Linked DNA regions of Sus scrofa: all the other regions are linked to region 2. The links are chromatin contacts, called in public Hi-C and HiChIP or PLAC-seq maps. All regions are on one chromosome and are shown on one strand. The core of a region is the stretch at or near the end of the contact, and the rest is flanking DNA. Distances in the headings are between cores, read along the strand shown. Region 1 overlaps FGGY (FGGY carbohydrate kinase domain-containing protein). Region 2 has its middle 18 kb from the start of MYSM1. Region 3 overlaps FGGY (FGGY carbohydrate kinase domain-containing protein).

Region 1 (2,700 bases), core at 66-2,565, 910 kb after region 2:
CCCCTTGGCAACCACAAGTCTGTTCTCTATGTCTGTGAGTCTGTTTCTGTTTTATAGATAGGTTCACCTTTGTACCATATTTTAGATCCCATATTTTAATGTACATTAGAAAAAAAAGATAACCAGGACCACACCTATGTTTTCATAGACATTTTTACGTGGAACAAGGCAATTTGGAAAAAGAGAAAAAAGTTTATTTGGAATTTAGAAAAAAATATTGCATATGTAGTAAATACTACAGGTGGTACGTAGATATGGAAACAATTATGAAGATGGAATGTGAGTAACTAAAATTTGTGAAATAATAAGATAACAAATGTAAAAGCATCTCATGCTTAGTAAGCCCAAGTAAATGTTTCTGTTCTGATTCACCTGGCTACCAAGTGGTAGAGCCCAGGACTAAACCTCATACTGTGAGACTCCCAGTCCAGTGTTTCTTCCAGGGCACTTTAACTCCACTGCTTCCTGTCTGCCTGCCTTGCCCAGCATCCTTCCTCTCTCCACGCATCCCTCAGGAAAAATGCAACGAGTTGGTATTTGAGAAGTGACTTGTGGCTTTGCAAAAATGTTCTGATGATTGTCAATAATAAATAAAGTATACCTAATGGTGTAGACAGTGTTCACATTTGGAAAAACAGGAATTGGCATCTGAGAATTGAAAGGGCCCTCAGAAATCATCTCACCCAATCCTTCCTTTTACAGATGTGGAAGTTGGGACCCAGAGAGGGGAAGTGCTTTGTTCAGAGCCCTTAGCTGATCCAACCAGGGTGAGAATTCATGTACAACAATGCAGATACACAATGTTACATGTTTATAAAAAAGAAAAGATCTATTTCCTGCTTTCCAGAAAAGTAGCAGGGATGTCCCACAAAAGGAGTTTTACTTGCACAAATCTAAAAATTGGAACGGTCACACGTCATATTGTGCCAAACAAGAGAACACTGCAAATGATCACCAGAGAAGGCATTCTTGGTTGTATTCTTTTGTATATACAGTTTAGTAGTGTTAAGTATTATTCATATTACTGCACAATCAATATCCAGAACTCTTTTGATCCTGCAAAACTGAAACTGTACCCATTCCGCGATGATTCCCCACCCCCACTTCCCTCCAGTCTCTGACAACGTGCTTCTACTTCTGTCTCTGAATTTGACTACTTTAGGTACCTGGTAAAAGTGGAATCATATAGTATTTGTCTCTCTTTCTCTCCCTCTCTTTTTTTTTTTTTTTTTTTTGACTGGCTTATTTCACTTAGCATAATGTCCTCGAGAGCCATCCATGTGGTAGCACATGTCAAAATTTCCTTCCTTCCTGGTTGTGGTCTTGATGCAACACAGCCTGTGGCCAGTGGTCCCCGACTATACCCACCGTCACTGTGAAGACTTTGGCATGCTTCACATTTCAGTGACTTCTCCCCCATGGGGGAAATAGATAGCTCAGGTGGGGATGACAGCGGCAGTGAAAAGCAGAGTTCTGAGAACCCAAACCCTCTTCCTTCAGTCTTTTCTAAGTAGGTGACAAGAGATAAATGTGGTTGCATGCTTTGTCCCCAGCCTCACCCCAATTTCCTTCATCGCTCCTGCCTTGAGTCTTCAGTCAGCTGCAGAGAAGGAGCGGGACAGGGGTGGTGGTTGGTGAGGAGGGGTGTTCGTGATTTTTAAAAGTGGATTTTCAAGTAAAACACCCTTGGGTTCCATCTACCCTCTATAACTTCTTAAATCTAGGATCTTGGATAATATGATTAACCTCTCAAAGCCTCAGCTCTATCATCCATGAATGGACAGAATACTGTCTGAATATTTAAAAAAAACAAAAACAAAAAAACTTGCACTAATCCCCTTCTAAGTGGTATGATATTCTTTTCTGGACTTTTCTGGACTTAAACTTAGTTTCTCAAATTAAAAAATGGTAAGAATATGGTGACCTTTCTGCTGGCTTTTTCAGAGATGGGATGTGATATTATCTGACGTTTTAACACCTGGGATGTCTTGTTCTAGCCTGAGGATTTTAGGGAACCTCATGGCATTGGAAAGGAGAGGATGCTTATTTGTTTTGTAGCGTCTGTATGTTAGATATATTACTTTTTTATTGGAAACATTGAGTAAAACTCTATCATGGCCCTTGACTCTTAGCATCATTAACATTTACTGTCTTCCTGACTTGTCTTAACCACCCCTTGATCAGTGCCTAGCATAATACCCAGAAAACTAAAGATCCCCCCTACTTTGAAAAAAAGAAAGTATTTCTCTAATGCATTGGGAGTCAGTAAACATTTGCCTGCATTTGCCTGCATTTATTTGGCTACTGTTACATCCTCCATATCTTAAAATACTATCTTCCTGCTCAATAATGCCCCTGACTCTGTGGGAAAAGATAGCATTTATTCCTTCTTTCAATTCTGGCAAAGAAGGAAGCCTGGCGATAGAAACTGATTTTGGCTCCTCTCTGAAATTAGGCACTCTCTTTGCTGACCCCTCAGGCATTCCCCCCGCCCCTTGCTCTGGACCCTCCTCTCTTCTTTCTTTTGATAAACAGGACAGCTCTTCCCAGAGGGATGCATCCATTACCTTTCACCAGAGTTGAGTTCGCTTTCCATTGCATGTTTCTGTTTAAAAAGAAAGCCTTTTAAAAGGGTTGAGCGTACACTGAATGTGTACTTAATTTTTAATATGTGTGTGCCCACAGCCAAGAGAACAGATG
Region 2 (2,846 bases), core at 187-2,686:
TAGTGGTTTTGACTTGCATTTCTCTAATAATCAGTAAAGTTGAACATCTTTTCATGTATTTTTTGGCCATCTGTATGTCTTCTTTGGAGAACTGTCTGTTTAGATCTTCTGCCCATTTTTTGATGGTTTTGTTTTGTTTTGTTTTGTTTTGGTATTGAGTGATAGGAGGTATTCATAAATTTTAGAGGTTAATCCCTTGTCAGTCACTTCATTTGCAAATATTTTCTCCCATTCTGTGGGTTGTCTTTTTGTTTTGTTTATGGTTTCCTTTGCTGTGCAGAAACTTTTAAGTTTAATTAAGTCTCATTTGTTTATTTTTATTTTTATTGTCATTACTCTAAGGGGTGGATCTGATAAGGTATTGCTGTTGTTTATGTCAGAGAGTGTTTGGCCTATGTTTTCCTTGAAGAGTATCTGGTCTTATATCTACAGGAAGATGTTTCTGATAAAATGATATACATTTTGAAAAGTAAATGCTTGAACACATCTCCATTGTAAGATTAGATTCTATTAGTAGTTCTCAAATTATATTGATGGACTGGATTTAAAAAAAATGTTAACTACTGTGAGCTGATACTTTCATTAAAGATAATAAAACTATTGCTGAAATGTGCAGTTGCTATAAAAGCTTCCAAGAGATTACTTTCACTTTTTGTACACAACTGACCAAGGACTGGTAACAATTTGCAGAGGAGCTACGATCCACGGATCCCACTCTTAGTAGCACTGCATTAGATCAATTAATGTTTTGACAACCCTATTGGGCTGGAATTATCTAGTCTCCATATTATAGGAGAGAAAACTACAGAAATGAGAGGTTAAGCAGCTTGTCTGGAACTCAGATTCAGATGCAGGTGTTTTGGCACATGGTCAATGCAGGACTCCTAGTCCTAACTCTTAGAGATGCAGAGTAAGATTTAGTATCCCTGGGATGTGCATGATCTAGTGGAAGAAACAGACAAATACGTAACAGCTTGATCAATTTTTCTACCTGAACATTTTTATTATCAAGTGAAAATCGAAGGGCAAGACTCTCACCCCACTGAAACTGCCTTCGGCTCCAAAACCCCTCTCCAGTCAGCTACTCAGGAATCTTCTCAGCTTACCCTAATATGAGTAACACACATCGTGGAACCATCCAAATATCTAGTTCCGTCTTCTGACTCTAACCCGCCCTCATTGTGAAAAGGCCTGTGGGACAGAGGAAATGACTGTTCCCAAGCCCAAGTTCAACATCTTTTGGAGCATTTGTGCCCCTTCCGGAGGAGTGTGAAGGGGACATGATGAGAAATTAATTGGTGCATCTGTTCTCACGTCTGCTTGTGAGAAGCCTATGATCGCAAACAACTCATCTGGGGGCACATCAATCTCTCCCCCAGAGGTACCACCCCCACACCATTTGTAGACCACACGCTCTGGTGTGTGAATCACCTCCTGGGATGAGCAACTGTTGACTCATGGCTCCAGAGAGCTTCCTATTGAAACAACAGTTGCCCTAAAGCCTTGGAAAGAGAGTAAAATGACTTGTGAAGGAAATGAGAGAGTAAAACATCCCTTTGTCAACTGTGAGGCTGTTACAGCTGGAAACGGGCCTTGTTTCCTACTGGCAACAGCATCCAAGTATCTGCAGGCTCTTAAGGCCTGGACCTACCACAGCTCAATGGGCAGTTTCCTGAGTCTTTCCAGTGGTGCTACTGGGCAGGGGCTCTGCTCTAATTATTTAAGAGAGACATTTAATGAGCATTTACTATATGCCAGACACTATACAAAACAATCTACATATTCAAATTTATTTTATTCTCAAAACAAACAATACTATAAGGTAGATGCTGTTATGATTTCCATTTTACAGGTGATTTAAACTGAGGCACAGAGTGGTTAAGAACTTACCAAAGGCAGAGATCTGGAAAGGGAAAGAGCCAAGGCAATTCGGCCCCTGAGTGTTTGCCCTCAAGTGCTGAACGTAGAGAACATGCAGCCTCAGAGGAGGGGCTTCGTCATCTGTAGTAGCATTCTTTGACATTTATTGGACACCTGCTTTGGCCTCAGTTAGGCTACAGAGTGATGCAAAGAATATGGCATCACACCTGGTTAAGGTCCTTGACCTTTCATAGCATCTGTGTTCTCATCTTGGGATGGCGATTCCATGTCTCTTTAGAGTCTGGGGGAAGATCCAAGGAGATCATGTATCAAAAGCACACATCTGACAGGCCTGGCCTATGGCAGACTCCCCGCACATGCTGTGGACCCATCCTCCCTAAGACACACACAAGACTGTGTAACTGTGTGAACAGGAGAGACACATGACAGACACAGAGTGATTAGAACTCTGGTGGGGAGTTCCCGTCGTGGCTCAGTGGTTAACGAATCCGACTAGGAACCATGAGGTTGCGGGTTTGGTCCCTGCCCTTGCTCAGTGGGTTAACGATCGGGCGTTGCCTTGAGCTGTGGTGTAGGTTGCAGACGCGGCTCGGATCGCGCGTTGCTGTGGCTCTGGCATAGGCCAGTGGCTACAGCTCCGATTCGACCCCTAGCCTGGGAACCTCCATATGCCGCGGGAGCGGCCCAAAGAAATAGCAAAAAGACAAAAAAAAAAAAAAAAAAAAAAAAAGAACTCTGGTGGAAGCACGTTCAATTTTAGGATAAGGCAAATGAGAATTGTGATGAGATTGTAAGATTTATGTGTCTTATCTAATTTAGCCCTAGTAGTCCTATAACTTTGGTATTATTTTGTCCACTTATTAGATGAAGACCTGTAATTTTGGTACTGAGGAAAGAAACACATTCCATGAAAGGAAGAGCTTGGGGAGACCTAATTGCAGACACTGTTGACTGAGCACTTACTG
Region 3 (2,700 bases), core at 110-2,609, 600 kb after region 2:
TTAAATTAAAGTATAGTTGATTTACAACATTTTTTCCGTTTCTGCTGTACAGCAAAGTGACCCAATCACACGCAATTCCCTGTGCTGTACAGTAGGACCCAGGATTGGAAGTATTTTAATTAAAAAAAATTTTTTTTATTACTCAGTGAATTATCACATCTGTAGTTGTATAATGATCATCACAATCCAATTTCACAGGATTTCTATCCCACAACCCAAGCACATCCCCCCACCCCCAAAACGGTCTCCTCCAGAGACCTTAAGTTTTTCAATGTCTGTGAGTCTGTGAGTCTGTTCTGCAAAGAAGTTCAGTCTGTCCTTTTTTTTCAGGAAGTATTTTAAAAGGTCAAATGGGAGTTCCTGTTGTGGCTTAGTGGTTAACAAATCCAGCTAGGAACCATGAGGTTGCAGGTTTGATCCCTGGCCTCACTCAGTGGGTTAAGGATCTGGCGTTGCCATGAGCGGTGGTGTAGGCCGGCAGCTTTAGCTCTGAATAGACCCCTAGCCTGGGAACCTCCATATGCCACAGGTGCGGCCCTAAAAAGACAACGAATAAATAAATAAACAAAAAGTCAAATGAATAGGGTGAATTAAATGGACAGCTTCTGGTTGGCCAATCAGAACAAGGTTGGGGGCATCCATCCCACTATGACAAGCTCACATCCTGAGGAAGCAGAATGTTTAATGCTCATCAGCGATTCATTAACTGTCCCGTTACCCCTGCCATTTTTTGAAAATTTTCTAATAACTTTGTCCTTTCTTTTTTTTTTTTTAATTATACTTGATTTACACTGTTCTGTCAATTTCTGCTATGCAGCAAAGTGTCCCAGTCATTCGTGTGTGTGTGTGTGGTGTGTGTGTGTGTGTGTGTATCTGTACATACATTCTTTTTCTTACATTATCCTCCCCATCACAAGTAACTAGATATAGTTACCTGTGCTATTCGGCAGCCCTGCCATCTTTTTTTTATTGGCTGTGGCACTCAATGAGTCATTCTACTTTCCTTAGTAGGAATTTGCCGTCCCCTCCCCTGCCCTTGCCATACTGGCCAGCACCTTCCAGAGGCCTCCCCACCAGCTTCCCTCTCCTCTAGGGCAGAGCCTGTGGACCTTGGGCACCAGGCACCAATTTCCTCTGATAAAGATGGTTGCCCTCTCCCTGGGCAATTACCAGTCTTTCTTTCCTGTTGTTTCCTCAGTCTCTTCATTCTTTCTCTCTTCTCATTTCAACCTGCATCATCATCATCATCATCATCTCTCTTGATTGAATATAATAGGGAAGAGGGAGTAATTGCCCCATGGGGTTATTGTATAGACTGACTGAGGGAGGTGATGGAAAATTTCTCAACACAATGCTGAGAAACTTTTTGCAAGACTTAGCTATTTCATTTCTTTTCTCTATGGATTTTGACAAGGAGTCTTTGCATTACGTTTCTGTCATCATGGAAAGCAGGAAGTCCTTGTAGTCAGACTGACCTGGGTTCAGTGGCTCTGCTGTGTACTCTCTGCAATTCTGGAGTAAATTACCTTTCCCCGCCCCCAACCTCACCCAAGCCCAGGTCCTCATCTGGATGTCCCCAGGGTTACAGGTGCTGTGGATAAAATGTGTAACACATAGTATTTAAACAACTCACAGTTCTTTTAATGACCTCCCCCCACCCTCAGCCCATCTGTCCCATCTTCTAGAATAAGGAAAAGGAAGGTCTGAGTCTGAATGCGCCAATGCCAAAAAAAATCTGGGCAGTGGAACATGAACTTGGCATCCTCTGGGCCAAGGAGCGGTTCAAATTTGGTGTTTATTTGGCTCTTATTGTGATTGTTTTGGGAGGCTTTGGGGAAATGGATGCCAGAAAAGCTAGGAGGTATTTTTTTTCTCCCCCTTTCTATTTTTCATTTTATTATTCTAGTGGAGTCATGGCTGAAAAGTGATCAGATTTCACCTTGTCTTAAGTCTTCAGACTTGTTTTTGGCAGTGACAATGTGTAAGAAGTCTTCTTCCTCCTCCTCTTATCTGGTTTACTCTCCTGATCACCCTCCCCTTTATTTATTGTTCTTATACTCCAAAATATGATAGCTACTCTTGTGAGAAAAAAGAATGTATACATGTATGTGTGACTGGGTCACCTTGCTGTGTAGTAAAAATTGACAGAACACTGTAAACTAGTTATAATGGGGAAAAGAAAAACATTATTAAAAGAAAAAGAAAATCACCCCTTTGGCCTATGATTAATTTGTAATTCAGTTCCATTTTTTTTCATTACATTGATAAAAATAATCATTGCCATTTTCGTTAATATAATAATTATGTAATAACAGCAACAGTCATTTGTTGAGGGCATTCTCTATACCTTTGCTAGCATTTTAATAAATGTGAACCCCATTAGTCCTCCTGACCATCAGTTAAAGCACATGGTGCTATCACTGTTTGCAATTCAAGAACTGAAGTTCAGTGTTTGAGGAATTTGCCACGTCCTATCCTTTAGTGAATAACAGTCCAGAGTTTTGGTAACATGAGAAATGGGAAGTCAGAAATTGGAATAATAAAATTGTGTACAATCAGACAAAATCTTATTCATATTTATAAATCCTTTCCTCTAAAGAGATTTGAAGTGACTGGTACTAGGAGAAGATAAAAACAGTGATAGAAATACTTTAAAAATCACAATGGAGTGAACATATTAATAGAATAACTAAGGGTGAA

The links. Hi-C and Micro-C count contacts between places; a contact is called where the count stands out from the background. HiChIP or PLAC-seq counts read pairs in DNA pulled down with a chosen protein or histone mark.
Region 1: a Hi-C map of alveolar macrophages shows a contact between it and region 2, with 3 times the contacts expected there. The contact joins two enhancer-like sites. A contact is called at or near these places in 22 of 47 Hi-C or Micro-C datasets (adipocytes, adipose tissue, alveolar macrophages and 14 more) and 2 of 2 datasets of contacts at active chromatin or transcription factors (alveolar macrophages and skeletal muscle).
Region 3: an H3K27ac HiChIP or PLAC-seq map of alveolar macrophages shows a contact between it and region 2. The contact joins two enhancer-like sites. A contact is called at or near these places in 1 of 47 Hi-C or Micro-C datasets (embryonic fibroblasts) and 1 of 2 datasets of contacts at active chromatin or transcription factors (alveolar macrophages).

Annotation. Positions count from the first base shown.
Region 1 is chr6:152,822,691-152,825,390 of Sscrofa11.1, reverse strand. The region is part of intron 14 of FGGY (FGGY carbohydrate kinase domain-containing protein); the gene reads left to right. Among named protein-coding and RNA genes, the nearest start is that of HOOK1, 110 kb to the right of the region's middle. Within about 2 kb of position 1,315, at least 4 of the 83 cell types and tissues checked have an H3K27ac peak or open chromatin away from gene starts, as enhancers often do. A contact at or near this core is called in alveolar macrophages, where this site is marked.
Region 2 is chr6:153,735,966-153,738,811 of Sscrofa11.1, reverse strand. No RefSeq gene overlaps it. Among named protein-coding and RNA genes, the nearest start is that of MYSM1, 18 kb to the left of the region's middle. Within about 2 kb of position 1,436, at least 11 of the 83 cell types and tissues checked have an H3K27ac peak or open chromatin away from gene starts, as enhancers often do. A contact at or near this core is called in alveolar macrophages, where this site is marked.
Region 3 is chr6:153,136,735-153,139,434 of Sscrofa11.1, reverse strand. The region is part of intron 5 of FGGY (FGGY carbohydrate kinase domain-containing protein); the gene reads left to right. Among named protein-coding and RNA genes, the nearest start is that of FGGY, 75 kb to the left of the region's middle. Within about 2 kb of position 1,359, at least 6 of the 83 cell types and tissues checked have an H3K27ac peak or open chromatin away from gene starts, as enhancers often do. A contact at or near this core is called in alveolar macrophages, where this site is marked.